2 separate regions of the Capsicum annuum genome follow, and region 2 is linked to region 1. A link is a contact called in public Hi-C data. All regions are on one chromosome and are shown on one strand. The core of a region is the stretch at or near the end of the contact, and the rest is flanking DNA. Distances in the headings are between cores, read along the strand shown. Region 1 holds the start of LOC107870731 (replication protein A 70 kDa DNA-binding subunit A). Region 2 holds the start of LOC107870733 (40S ribosomal protein S3-3).

Region 1 (6,756 bases), core at 2,923-5,422:
TCTTTGTAGAAATTTAATAAGTGGTGTACTTAGTGTCAAAGAGATCAAAGTTTTCTCCTTTTAGTCTAAGTGGGTTGGAACCATTTTTACCCAATCTAAATTTGACCAAATCCATATTTACCCATATTTATATGGGTGAATTGCAATCTAAACCATTTTTTCTCAATTCAAATTTAACTCGTTCAAATTCAATCTAATCCGCCCATTTGCCATCCCTAGTTATAAGGATTATAGGAAGAAAATGGATTATGGTGAATCTCAAATTTTAGAGGAGTAAATAGTCAAACCTGAGTACTAAGATATAGAAAAATAGTATCTTTTTCAATGATATCAGAAGTCATTTTTAAATAAAATTCTATCTCATTTTAATTAAATTATTCTTGACTTGTAAGTAATTTTTTGATGGAATAGTACTTTACGATAAGATTGATTTTAACCAGAGTTATTATGTATATGTCAATGTTAGTAGAATAATGAATACATTTGATCAGGTTGCAGGCTAGTGATACGTCAACTGACACACTACTATTATTAAAAATAGAATCCAAAGATATATAAAAATATATATATATTTATCATAATTAATAATCACTTAAATCTTTACAAATATATACAGACTCCAAAAAATCCCATAAAATTAGGAATTTTGGATATTTGCTCTTATCTTCTCTTTCACACTATTCCTAGCTAGTCCTCACTCTCCCCATCCCATCATCCTTCATTGTTCTCGTTGCTCCACCACCATCCCCTGCTAATCTACCAAAAAATTAATGGAGTTATGCTACAAAATTAAGTAATTTTTTTCGTTTCTTTTTTACTTTATCGGAATTCTCTCTTGTGACTTTCCCAATTTACTCTCTCCACGTGTGTCTCATATCTCTCTCTCTCTCTCTCTTTCTCTCTCTCACACGCACACACATATATATTATGTATATAATAATTAGTATATGTACCCGCGCAATATGCGGATAATGTTAAAATAATATTTCTAATATTTCAAATTGAGATATCTTGTTCGGGCATGTTAAATTCTATTATCTTAAAAAAAATTTAACTATGATATTGTTTCTTAATAAATGTAAAAGTAAAATAAATTTTTTCTCTATCCTCACGCACCTCTCACCCCTACCATCACCTCCAACCCACTCTTCAATTTGTTTTTTTTTTTAAATCCCATTCTCGCCCCCACCTCCCCTACCTCTAACCAAATTTTTATGAAAAAAAATCATGTAATTATAGATAAAAAATTATATTTCATATTTTTTATTATATTATTCACAATTTAAATATATGATATTATTTATATTTTTCTCACCCCACTCTCTCATTTTTAATCAAATTTAAATGAGTAAAAAATAATCATTCATAATTTAAAGATATTAGATTGTTAATATCGCTCACCTCACTCCACCCCACCTCCACCTCCACCCCCACCCCCATACTTCTAATCAAATTTATTTGAATAAAAAAAATCACGTAATTATAACAAAAAGTTTTTATTTTTCATATTTTTCTTATTATATTATTTATTAAAGGTTTCATTTGTTAATATTGATTGTTTTTAAATTTTTATTCTGCTGTACCTCCCCCCCCCTCCCCCCTCCGTCTCTTTTATTTAAAAATTATAAGTAATATGTGTGTAATCTAATTACTTCATTATATTTTTAAAATTAGTATAAAATATCATCCCCCAACCATTTATTTTTCTATATCTTTTTTACTGAAATTTAATTACTTTTATCTAGATTAACTTTAAATTAATTTTTCTATTGTATTACACACAATGATAGTTGGGTTTTTTTCTCTTTTTCAAAATATAGAATGCTGAATTTTAAATCTAAATTATTTTTATTTAATAGTTTAATGTTCATTATTTTCATCATTTGTTAGGATTATAATTACTTGGTATACACAATTTAAGACTTTGCTCGTTATAATTAAAATATGATCTAAAAACTCTGAATGTTAAGACAAGAAGCCCAAAGCAATTCAATTTATTAATTAATCAATACTCAATTATCAGACATTAACATACTATAAATTAAATATAAATTTATGATATCAAAAAATAATTGTCAATATCGCAAATGATTTCTGTATATATTTATGTAACCGGTGAAAATATAACTTCTACTTTTTCATGTTAAAGTTCAAAATAATCTTTTAGTTTAATTTTTTAAAAAGTCAACTTAATTAGATTATAATGAATTAATGATGTTAAAGATTACCATGAAAGCAATAGAAAGAGATGATGGTGGAGATATATAATTATGATGATAAAAAAAATAGTCACAATAATATTATTCCTTAAATTGAATCATCAAAAAGAAAAAATACTTATATCAATTTAAATTTGATGGACCTTGAACATTCACAGAGAAAGATATGATGAAAATATTATATCCTTCCTGCATAAAAAAAAGAAAATTGTCAAATCAAGAACTTTTTTTTAAAATGAGGGATAAAAAGTGCAATAAACAAATTCATGAATAAAGATGATGATAGAAAAGTATATATAAGAGAGGATAAATGATAAAATTTCATTTCCATTCAAATTCAAATATCAAATATATTTATTAAAAAAATATTAGTTTATTATTCTTCCTTATTCTTACATTTTTTTCAAATATAATATATATTTATAATCAATATATTTGAGTTGAGATAAATATAGAAATCAATGAGACGATAATAACAACAATAAAAATTTTAAAACAATTTTTATTTTACCACTATTACGTTGTACTATTATTACTATTACTATTACTACTACTACAATTATTATTTGTTCATTATATTTGAGATAAATATTAACATTAGTAGTGTAGCCAAAAAAGAAATTGTATAGCATGATTACTAATTAAGCACATCTAATAATAACTTTTTTTTTTTTAAATTATAAGTTAATCTTTGAACAAATATTTTACCTCCAATTCAAATTCAAAACAATTGATCAAATAACCAAATTTTAGGGGAGTGGTTATATAACAATAAAAGTTTAACTAGAAGTGTTTAGCATGATAACTATCTACTTCTAATATGTAATTTATATTTTTTGATATTATTTTAAATTTAAAGTCAACAAAGTATTACTTTTAATTATCTTTTGCTATTTTATCTTCTTGCAAATACAATGCAAATTTATCTCTATATATAGATATAGATGATACCCATGGCATACTCACAATTAGATAGTGATATAATACATTTGTCGTTGTATGTAATTGTTATCATGTATATATCACTGTATACGATGAAAAATATGACATACACCCTATATACACTCATTCTAACGCTATACACACCTAAACATAAAATTACATTACATATAATTATCCCACCATCAAACCACCTCTAGAAAAATCACCATAAACATCACAAATATCATCATCATCACTCATTCCACCTTATTAATTGAAAAAACCACTACTCTACGTAACCAAAACTAAGTAGACGTTTGACCATGAGTATTTTTTTATCGTTTTCTAGAAAATTATTTCATTTTACTGAAAAAAGTGAGAACAATAGTGTTTGGCTATGGAAACTTCAAATATAATTTGAAATTGTATTTGAAAAAGTGAAAACAAGAAAAACTTGTTTTCACTATTTTCACTATTACTTTTCTAATAAAATTTCAAAAACAACTTCAATTGATTTTCATGGCCAAACACAACTCTAACTTCAACTCTATTTTTAACTTCGAAAAATTATGATTTTCATAGCCAAACGACGTCTAAGAACATGCATGATCAATGCTAGACCTCCTACTGTTGATGGCTACGCAAGTGATGTTAAGGTTATCAAACAAAAGAAATAAAAATAAAGTCAAGGATCCTATTTCATGTATGAGGTTTTCAAAAAATATATATTACCTCCGATTTACTTATTACTATTTTTCTAATTTAATTTTTATTTTATTTCATTTTTAATAAATCAAGAAAAAATAATATTTTTATATTTTATCTTTAATATTAATTATTTATTCTTTCAATTATTTTTCAATATCTATTCTAAACATCAATTAATAGAATTAATATTATAAAATTACTATATCAATTATTATTTTTTTAATAGATAATTTCAAGTGAAAATATAACCCGTAAATCCGAACATGTGGAGCAGTAAATTGCTGGAAAATAGTAGAAAAGCCCACAATCCGCAATCTTTGTACTAGACCAAGTGTGTATTGGTCTCATTTTCTAATAGGTCGGTTTCTAAACACGCCATTTTATCCCCTTTTCACTATCTATCTGGTATCTGCCGCCCCCCCTCCCCCTCTCCCTATAAATTTGTGAATTCAAAGCGTTCACGAAAAGTTTATCACTCAAAAGTCTCTCAAATTCAAAATGGCGGTGAACTTGACGGCAAACGCGATCCCGGCGATCAACGCGGGGGACGTGAACTCAAAGCCAGTGGTTCAGGTATTGGACATCAAGCTAATCGGCACCACACAGGAACGATACCGACTCACACTCTCCGACTCAGAGTCGACTCAGCAGGCGATGCTTGCTACTCAGCTCAATGACCGTGTCAAAACTGGCCGTGTTCGCAAAACCTCGGTCATTCAGTTGATTGAATACATATGTAGCACTGTTCAAAATCGCAAGTACAGTACAGATGATTACATTTGCTTCTACGTTTCATTCCATATAAAACTTGCTTTATTATGTGTTTTTTATCCATGTAAAACTTGCTTTGGTTTTGTTGTTTCAGCTTTATTAGAATGTTGATGCCCTAATAGAGAATTACTCAATGATTTGGATGTGCACTTACGTCTCTATGGAAAAAAAAGCACCTATACATTTTGTTTTTTTCCTATTCCCCTTTTAAGCTCATTTTGTGTTTATCATTCGTACACTAGTCATTTTGATTGTAACTTTGATAGATTTGGCTTGGATTTTGTTGTTTTGAGCTTTAACTAAAATGTTGATGTTGTCATAGAGAATCTATCCCTTAATCATTCTGACAAGCACTTCTATGCAAAATTCACTACACATATGTAACTTATTGTTTTCTCCAATTTTTTCTTGTATGTGCATTTGTATTATCATCCCTTTACAAGTCATTCCGAACGTAAAGATAGCTTTGGCTTTTATTTTGTTGTTTAAGGTTTAGTTACAATTGATCTATGGAAGGAAACTATTTTGTAATTGTCTCAATGGTCGAGAGTTACTCCGTAATAATTTGAGTAGACAGCGCAACATAACAAAACACTAGTTTCTTGTAAATATTAGTTTCAATTCTGGTTGGTCTTAACTTTATAAATATTTTCTACATAGACTAGGGATTGTCTCAGAACCATGAAGCAGTTTTGCCTGTAGAAATTGTTGTACTGCCAAAGTCATGTCATCTTTCCTTTGGTGTCATCGTGAGTTGGGTGCTAGAAATAGTTTCCAATAGATTAGAAGAATGTGTCATTTTTGTGCATAGGATACTGTATTTGGGGATCAAGCAAGTGTCTGTTTTGTCTAATAAGAGAGTAGTATCTTAATTTTCCCCAGCAATCTGGATTATACCTTTGATTGGAACTTGGGCTGAGTGTTTATCTTGTTTCCTTGCAGAATCATTGTTGTCCTCAACATGGAAACTATTATACCAGAATGTGAAATAATTGGGAACCCGCAAATGATTGTAGAATCTAATTTAGGAGCTCAGAAAGCTACATCTAATGTAGCTTCTGGGTCTGCAATCTTGAGTAACAATGGTAACTTGAGTGCTCAAAGATCTGTCCAGGCAAGCTTTGCTAACAGTAAAAATTTGAGCGCTCAAAATTCAGGTAATAGCATGCAGAACTACCCACCGGCAATTCAACCTGCATATCAACCTCCTCCAAATTACAAAAGCGATGGGGCAATCATGAAGAATGAAGCACCTGCCCGCATTATTCCAATTGCAGCATTGAATCCCTATCAGGGTCGGTGGGCTATTAAGGCTAGAGTGACTGTAAAGGGGGAACTACGCCGCTATAATAATTCTAGAGGAGATGGAAAGGTCTTCTCCTTTGATCTCCTTGATTCTGATGGGGGTGAAATACGTGTCACTTGTTTTAATGCTGTTGTTGATCGGTTCTATGACAAAATTGATGCTGGAAAGGTGTACATGATATCAAAAGGCAGCTTGAAACCTGCTCAAAAGAACTTCAACCATTTGAAGAATGAATGGGAAATATTTTTGGAGACTACCTCAACTGTAGATCTCTGTCCAGATGAAGATGCCTCTATACCAAGACAGCAATTCTCATTTAGACCTATTAGTGAAATTGAAAGTGCAGAAAACAATTCAATCATAGATGTGATTGGAATTGTGACGGCAGTCAATCCTTCTATTCCTATTGTGAGAAAGAATGGAATGGAAACTCAAAAAAGAATCTTGAATCTAAAGGATCAGTCCGGGCGAAGTGTCGAGCTGACACTATGGGGAGATTTCTGTAACAGGGAAGGTCAAAGGTTGCAAGAACTGGCAGAAGCTGCATTTTCCCCTGTTTTAGCTGTTAAAGCTGCAAAAGTTAGTGACTTCACTGGGAAATCCATTGGAACAATTTCTTCCACTCAGCTGTTCATAAATCCAGATTCCGCAGAGGCTCAAACTCTAAGAGAATGGTTTGATCAGGGGGGAAAAGACATTGCTTCTCAATCTATATCTAAGGAAAACATGCGTGAAGGATCAAAAAATGAGATACGCAAGACTGTCTCTCAGATCAAGGATGAAGGGCTTGGTAGATCAGATAAACCAGACTGGGTTACAGTTAAGGCAACC
Region 2 (6,507 bases), core at 3,452-5,951, 160 kb before region 1:
ATAAAATCTCAAGTCTAAAGTAGGGCTTAGTAACCCATAGTTCAATCTCAGGTTAAAACTCATCAAAAGCATAATAGATAGCATATAGATTCATAATTCATGTAAAAATCTAGAAATTTTAGAAATTTATCTCAAAATCTCAATATACTCATATACTTCAATGTTTCAAACATTTCAACTATTAACTTCTCAAGGATTAAAATCATGGGGTGTAGACCCAGCTGCAATTTCTCAAGAAAACATGTAAAAATCATGCCATTAGACTTTCAATTCAAGGGAAACATCAAAAGCTTGCAACCAATAACAATGGGTGAAAAACCCCAATTTGATTTCATGTAAAATTTCATAAATTACAGAGAATTATAGTTTAAATAAGCTTTTGGGTACAAGGGTGAAAGGATTACCCTTGTTCAAAACCCCACATACCTTGAATTAGAAGCTTTGGATGAACTCTAGCTTTTGGGACTCTATTCGTACTCTTGAATGAGGGTTCTTGAAGTCTTTTACTTCGGAACCTTGAATCTTGACTCAATTAAGAAAATCTAGGGTGGATTCTTGAGATTCTTGGAAGAGGTTTTGGATACTTAGGGTTTTTGTTGAGAGAGACTTCATAGAATTCTTGTAAATGAACTTGATTTGGTGTTTGCAGGGTTTAAGAGGCTTGAAAAAAGTCCAAAATGCCCTTTTTAACTTCTGTACGAAGCTGAAAAAAAATATACTGGGAACCCAATTTCATGGGCCACCGCAATGCGCCACTATCACGGTGGATCACTGGAAATTTATAAATGGGAAATTGATAGTCACCGTGACGCGGAGCCATTGCATTGTCCCATTAGTTGAGACCTGGAACTTTAGCGCGACGCGTCACAATTGCGCCAGGCCACTGGAAATTGACTATTAGGAAATTGGGGTCCTCCGCGATGCGCCACTATCGCGGAGTTCTACTGGAAATTGAAAATTGTCAAATAGACCCACTCCGCGATGCACCATGCACTAAAATGACATTATTGTATGACTAGGACTTAAATTAGCCATAATTTCTTATCCGGGTATCGGATTTGGGTGAATCTTATATCGACGGAAAGATTATCAAATTTTTCATGTGATAAAAAGTTGAAATTAGGCAAATTCTAAATGGATAAAATGATACGCACTTAGGAAGTCACTTCTCAATCTTTTAGGGCCAGAATCGCGCCTCACTTGACACGCTCTAAAGTTCATTCTACGAGAGAATTTCGCAGGGTCTTACATTCAAACACGAAGAATAGTATATAGTATTAATATGATAATTAACTCTTAAAGAATATTATTAAAATATAATGTGGTCTGCAAGTTTCACTTCCAAGAACTCAACCTATGTAAATTCAACTCCAAACAGCACCCATGTTTTCTTTTGTTAACTAATTTTCTAATTTTTTAAAAAATTAAAAAATCCTTTCAAAAGTTTTAGTCTTTTTCACCAACTCTTGAATTTAGACCACCCCATTTGGGTTCTTCCCGATGAGTATACCTTCACTTTAGTTATTTCTTCTTGTGTACATCAAAGATCTGTGTTCATGGAAGAATTGTTCACAGGTAGGTGATGAGGAATGAGTTTGAGTCGAATTTATTTGTAGGTAATTTTTGATTAATAAGTATGTGGTTTGCAAGATTATGATGGGTGCTTACAAAGTTTTTGATAGAATGACAGACAGAGATGTGATTTCTTGGACTAGTGTGATTTGTGGATATTCAAATACCTCGATTGAAAAAGCTAATAAAGGATGAAAAATTCAACCTCCGTTAATGGAGGTTAAAGAAGATGGATTGGGTAGGAAAAATAATTTTGGCTTTAAAAAAAATCATGGGTGTATATAATGATGTGGCGATTTAAACTGAGTTGGCACAAATAAATTGGTCATTTAATCCAATTCGGAGAAAGTACACCCCACATACCAGATCTGATGCAAAAAGATGCCAAAATGACACAGTTTGTAGTTGGTTTAGGTGTTTAAAAGAACATCATTCACTTAAGGTGTTAAAGTGAAAGATTGTGTCAAGTTGAGATGCTTGTCGATGTGTTTGGCCTAATGTATATGTTATGTTGGAATGAAAAATATTGCTACATTTTTAAAAGAAAAGTATCTGTATTTTCTTACAAAAAATTGCACTAATTTGGCTACTTATGCATTTTTTTCATAATTTATTTCACCTGGGCAATCACAAAAAAATCTCTATGGGAAAATTTTTCATTTTTTCAGAGTAAACACATTTGACCGTAAAAATTTTGAAAAATTCTATTTTTACTTTCTCCACTTTTTTCAGTTTTTTTAAAAAGATCCAAAAATAAGAAAATTCTATTTTTACTTTTTCACCAAATTACCCATATAAGTTTTTTTTTTGGTTTTAAACCACCCGGTGTCCGGTACCCGCTTTTTTAGGAGTTCGACTATATCAGAATTCGCCCCGCGTCGGGCTCCATCTGGAGGGAGAGCTCCCAACAGAGTGTTTGTCCATACCCAGGGTCGAACCCTCGACCTCTGGGTAGGTTGGGGCAGCCCCTTTCCGCTGCGCCACCACTGCTGTTGGTACACATATAAGTTTAGAAACAACTCTAATTTATTTAATGGCCAAACACAACTAAAATATCATTTTTTACTTTGAAAACAAGAACTATTTTTTTTTATTTTTACAATGAAATATTGCCAAATGCTTGCTATATTTGACCCAAATTCACATGAAATCTTTACATCGATTGCCCCTATTTTATGGGTGGTCTTTAACTTTTATCCCTCAAATAGGGGGTCTTTGATTTTTTTTCATGTTGTTCATTTGATTAAATTTGTGAGTCAATGTACCATTAAGTATCACCTAATTTCATAAGGAATAAATCTAGAAATTTTTTGTTTTATTTGATAAAAGTCCGATGGGAATAAATGAATATATGTCTCTTAAGACTAATTTTGTGAGTTCTGAAACCAAACTTATACCTCTATGGCTCTATCGGCATACGAAATATAAACTTTTTTCTTGCAACTTTTTTTTTCAATGTCAAGGTATTTTCAATCATATATAATTGGGCAACTTTCATAAATCCCACCACGTTTCTTCTTAATTATCTTTTTTTCTTATTTTTTTTAATTTCTCTTTCCCAAATTTTAATTGTTCATATACATAACTGAATGTTAATATACATAAGTATCTTATGTATCATAACTAACTTCCTTAATGGTATATAAGGAAATAAATCAAGTCTAATAATTATCCAAAACAATATTTAAGGAAATAATCAAGTCTAATAATTATCCAATATTATACTTTATTAATGTGTGATTAATTGAATTTCTTAATTATGTAAATTTTTCAAAAAATATACTCCTAAAAGAAAATTTACCATATAAATCACTTAGAAAATATTAGAACCAAAGAAAAAAGACCTTTGTAAAATAAAGGGACATGGAAAATTTAAAAAAAATAAAAATACTTGTATAAAGGAAATTTTACTACGTAAGTACGAAAAATTTTATTACCTAGTCTACATATAAAGGAAATTTTACTACATAAGTATGAAAAAATTTGAAACAAAAAAAAATAGATTCTTATAAGATTTAAAGAACATGAAAACATTGAACTCTAACCCTTATATATATATATATATATATATAGGTTTGCAAAATACACATCTCAGGTATCACATATACATAATAATAAAAAACAAAACTTGAAAATATAAAGATAACACATCATATACATGCCTAATGTTTTTTCATATACAAAACACTACTATGCACATGGGCTAAAATACACACAACCCGTCTTGTCTAACAGAGTCATATACATAATTGTGTTATATATAACACTATTGATGCATAACATATACATGACTCTGTAATGTATATGACATGAAATTAAACAGCCCAACAGTGTCCGATTTCAATACATATACATAACAAATTTATGTATATGGATTGAAATAAAACGTCCAACAAATGACATAACTATAAATATATACATAACTCGGTATGTATCATAGTTAAAAATAACAACATGGATTTACTAAGTAATCTAACCATATACATAACAAATTTAATGTATAAGAAGATGGCTCTAACACTATACATAACTAATTTATTTATAAGGTTGAAATAACAACAAAACACTCTTATATAACAATGTATAAGAATGTGTAAATCGACAAAAAATACAGATTCAATAACAAATTACTATACCTTTGAAAGACATGGTTGTAATAATTCTTCATTTTTTATCTTACTTGAAGATTTAGCAACGGGCTTTTTAGAGCTTGTACGAGCAACTTCTCTCGACCTCTTCATTTTGACGGGATCGTTTCGATGTTTTGATCTATTTTCTATAAAACTCAAACCAGACTCCATTACTATGCTTAAACTTTGAGAATTATACACATGCAATAAGTAACTCGTAGATTTTTTATTTAGTAAAATTTTAAAAAATTAAGAAATTAAACTACCCTCACAAAATAAATTGAGGAAGATGGTGATGTTCAACTTCTTGATAAGATAAGATTTGTATAATCAAACCTTGATATCTTTTAAATATGATAGATGAAATTTTATGTAATAATAGAAAGTTAGGATATATCTTTATTTAAATTTTCCTATATAAGGGATTACATAAAATGATGAAGGTCAAAAATTGAGGATCACCAATTTAAGGGGCAAAAATTAAAATACTAACCAAATAATTTGGAGGCATTTGTGTGGATGACCCATTGACATATGATGGACAAATAAAAAGCCCACAACTTAATTGGGTTCTGTCTCAGGAAGATGACAAAAGGCCCATATAGACGCTGCAAAAACCCTATCCAACCGAACTGTCCAAACATTGAAGTAAAGTACTTACGGCTTCTCCACCTGTAATTGTGAATCCTTGCGAAAATGGATACTCAGGCTCCTCAGATCAGCAAAAAGCGAAAGGTTAATCATCAAATTTTCTGTATAAGATTTCTTAATGAAAATTGTGGGAATAAATTTTACGATTGTTGTTTCAGTTTGTGGCGGATGGAGTATTCTTCGCTGAGCTGAACGAAGTGTTGACACGTGAGCTGGCTGAGGATGGATACTCTGGAGTCGAGGTCAGAGTAACCCCCGTCAGGACTGAGATCATTATCAGAGCCACTCGTACTCAGAATGTTCTTGGTGATTCCTCTTATTCCAGTTTTATTTATTCTATTTCATTTTCTTAATTTAAGCGATTTTATGAGCAAAACTATTGTTGAAAATTATTTGAGCAGAATGACTAATAGACTGATTTGTATTGCGGAGTTGATCTCTGTTTGTGATTGAGACATAATTGTATTTTTTTTTTTTTGTATTTAATGTGGATATTCCATTCAATTTAATATTCCTGATTAAGGCTTGAAACTAAGAAGCTGCTACTTTCATAGTTCATGATTGATCAACTAGTGCATGATTTGCCCTACCTAAAACATATGTTTTCAATTGGAAAATTTGTTTGATTTAGTATTTTGTTACTATCTCTTAAAGCTCCATTTTGATTTGAGATCTAATTGGCTAGCAGTTGTACATATTATTACTCCACTTCATTTCCTGGTGGCCAGTTTACAAATGCTAGTATGGATAGGGAAAGAAAGTGAATTGGAGCGAAGTCTGGAGTAAAATGGAAGGGAAAAGAATTGGTAGAATAAGGGCTTTTTTTTGTTATTTAGTTTTGTAATAAAGAAGTGCAAGAAGGAATTGGGAGATAATGTTTCATATTATACGTGCCCATTTTTTCCAAAACATGTTTGTCTTCTCAAGTAAAATTGAGGTTCTCTGAAGGAGGAAAATGTGTGAACATAACCCTTTAAAATTTCAATCGAAGGTAATGACCCAAGATCTTCTCTTATGTATAAAAACAAAGATCTTTGGTAGGAAAGAGATGGCCAAAAACAAATTTGTGAAGGGCTACAAAATCATTTTACCCTCTCTTGAACTGTGAGTTCTCAAGTCTCACACTGTATGCTGCCATACTAGTCTTTTAACTTGCAAGATAATGTATTTGTATGGAGAAAAAAGAAAGAAGTATAAGGTTCGCCTCTCAATAACTTATCTTGCATCATATTAAGAGCATGTTTGGATGGGCTTTTGGCTTATTTTTATCTTTTTGATAACATGTGCTCAAAAGCACTTTTTTAATTTTACCCAAATACTGCAAAAGTACTTGAAATCTATTTTGGGTTAAAATCACTTAATATAAGCCAATCCAAAAGGGCATTAAAAACATCAAGTTGCATAAGTAGTTATTAACCTCTGATATTTCTCACTAAATCTAAGCCACTCTGAAGATTGTACTTGTAAGAGGACTTTTTGCCTGGTGGGATTGAACTTTTGATTGACCTTTTATGTCTTCATTTATTTTTAGTAGTGCATTTTTTTGTTTAAACCGATTTATGTCTTAGGTGAGAAGGGTAGGAGAATCAGGGAATTAACGTCAGTTGTCCAGAAGCGTTTCAAGTTTAAAGAGAACTCTGTGGAGCTTTATGCT

Evidence for each region. A called contact is a pair of places that touch in the nucleus more often than the background predicts.
Region 2: a Hi-C map of leaf shows a contact between it and region 1, with 2.5 times the contacts expected there. The contact joins the promoter of LOC107870733 here to the promoter of LOC107870731 in region 1. A contact is called at or near these places in 2 of 5 Hi-C or Micro-C datasets (leaf and placenta).

Annotation. Positions count from the first base shown.
Region 1 is chr5:100,586,849-100,593,604 of UCD10Xv1.1, reverse strand. LOC107870731 (replication protein A 70 kDa DNA-binding subunit A) reads left to right here and starts at 4,172. Exons shown (of 2, transcript XM_016717339.2): 1 at 4,172-4,606; 2 at 5,562-6,756. The coding sequence starts at 4,347.
Region 2 is chr5:100,744,289-100,750,795 of UCD10Xv1.1, reverse strand. LOC107870733 (40S ribosomal protein S3-3) reads left to right here and starts at 4,701. Exons shown (of 6, transcript XM_016717342.2): 1 at 4,701-4,937; 2 at 5,012-5,159; 3 at 6,422-6,507. The coding sequence starts at 4,899.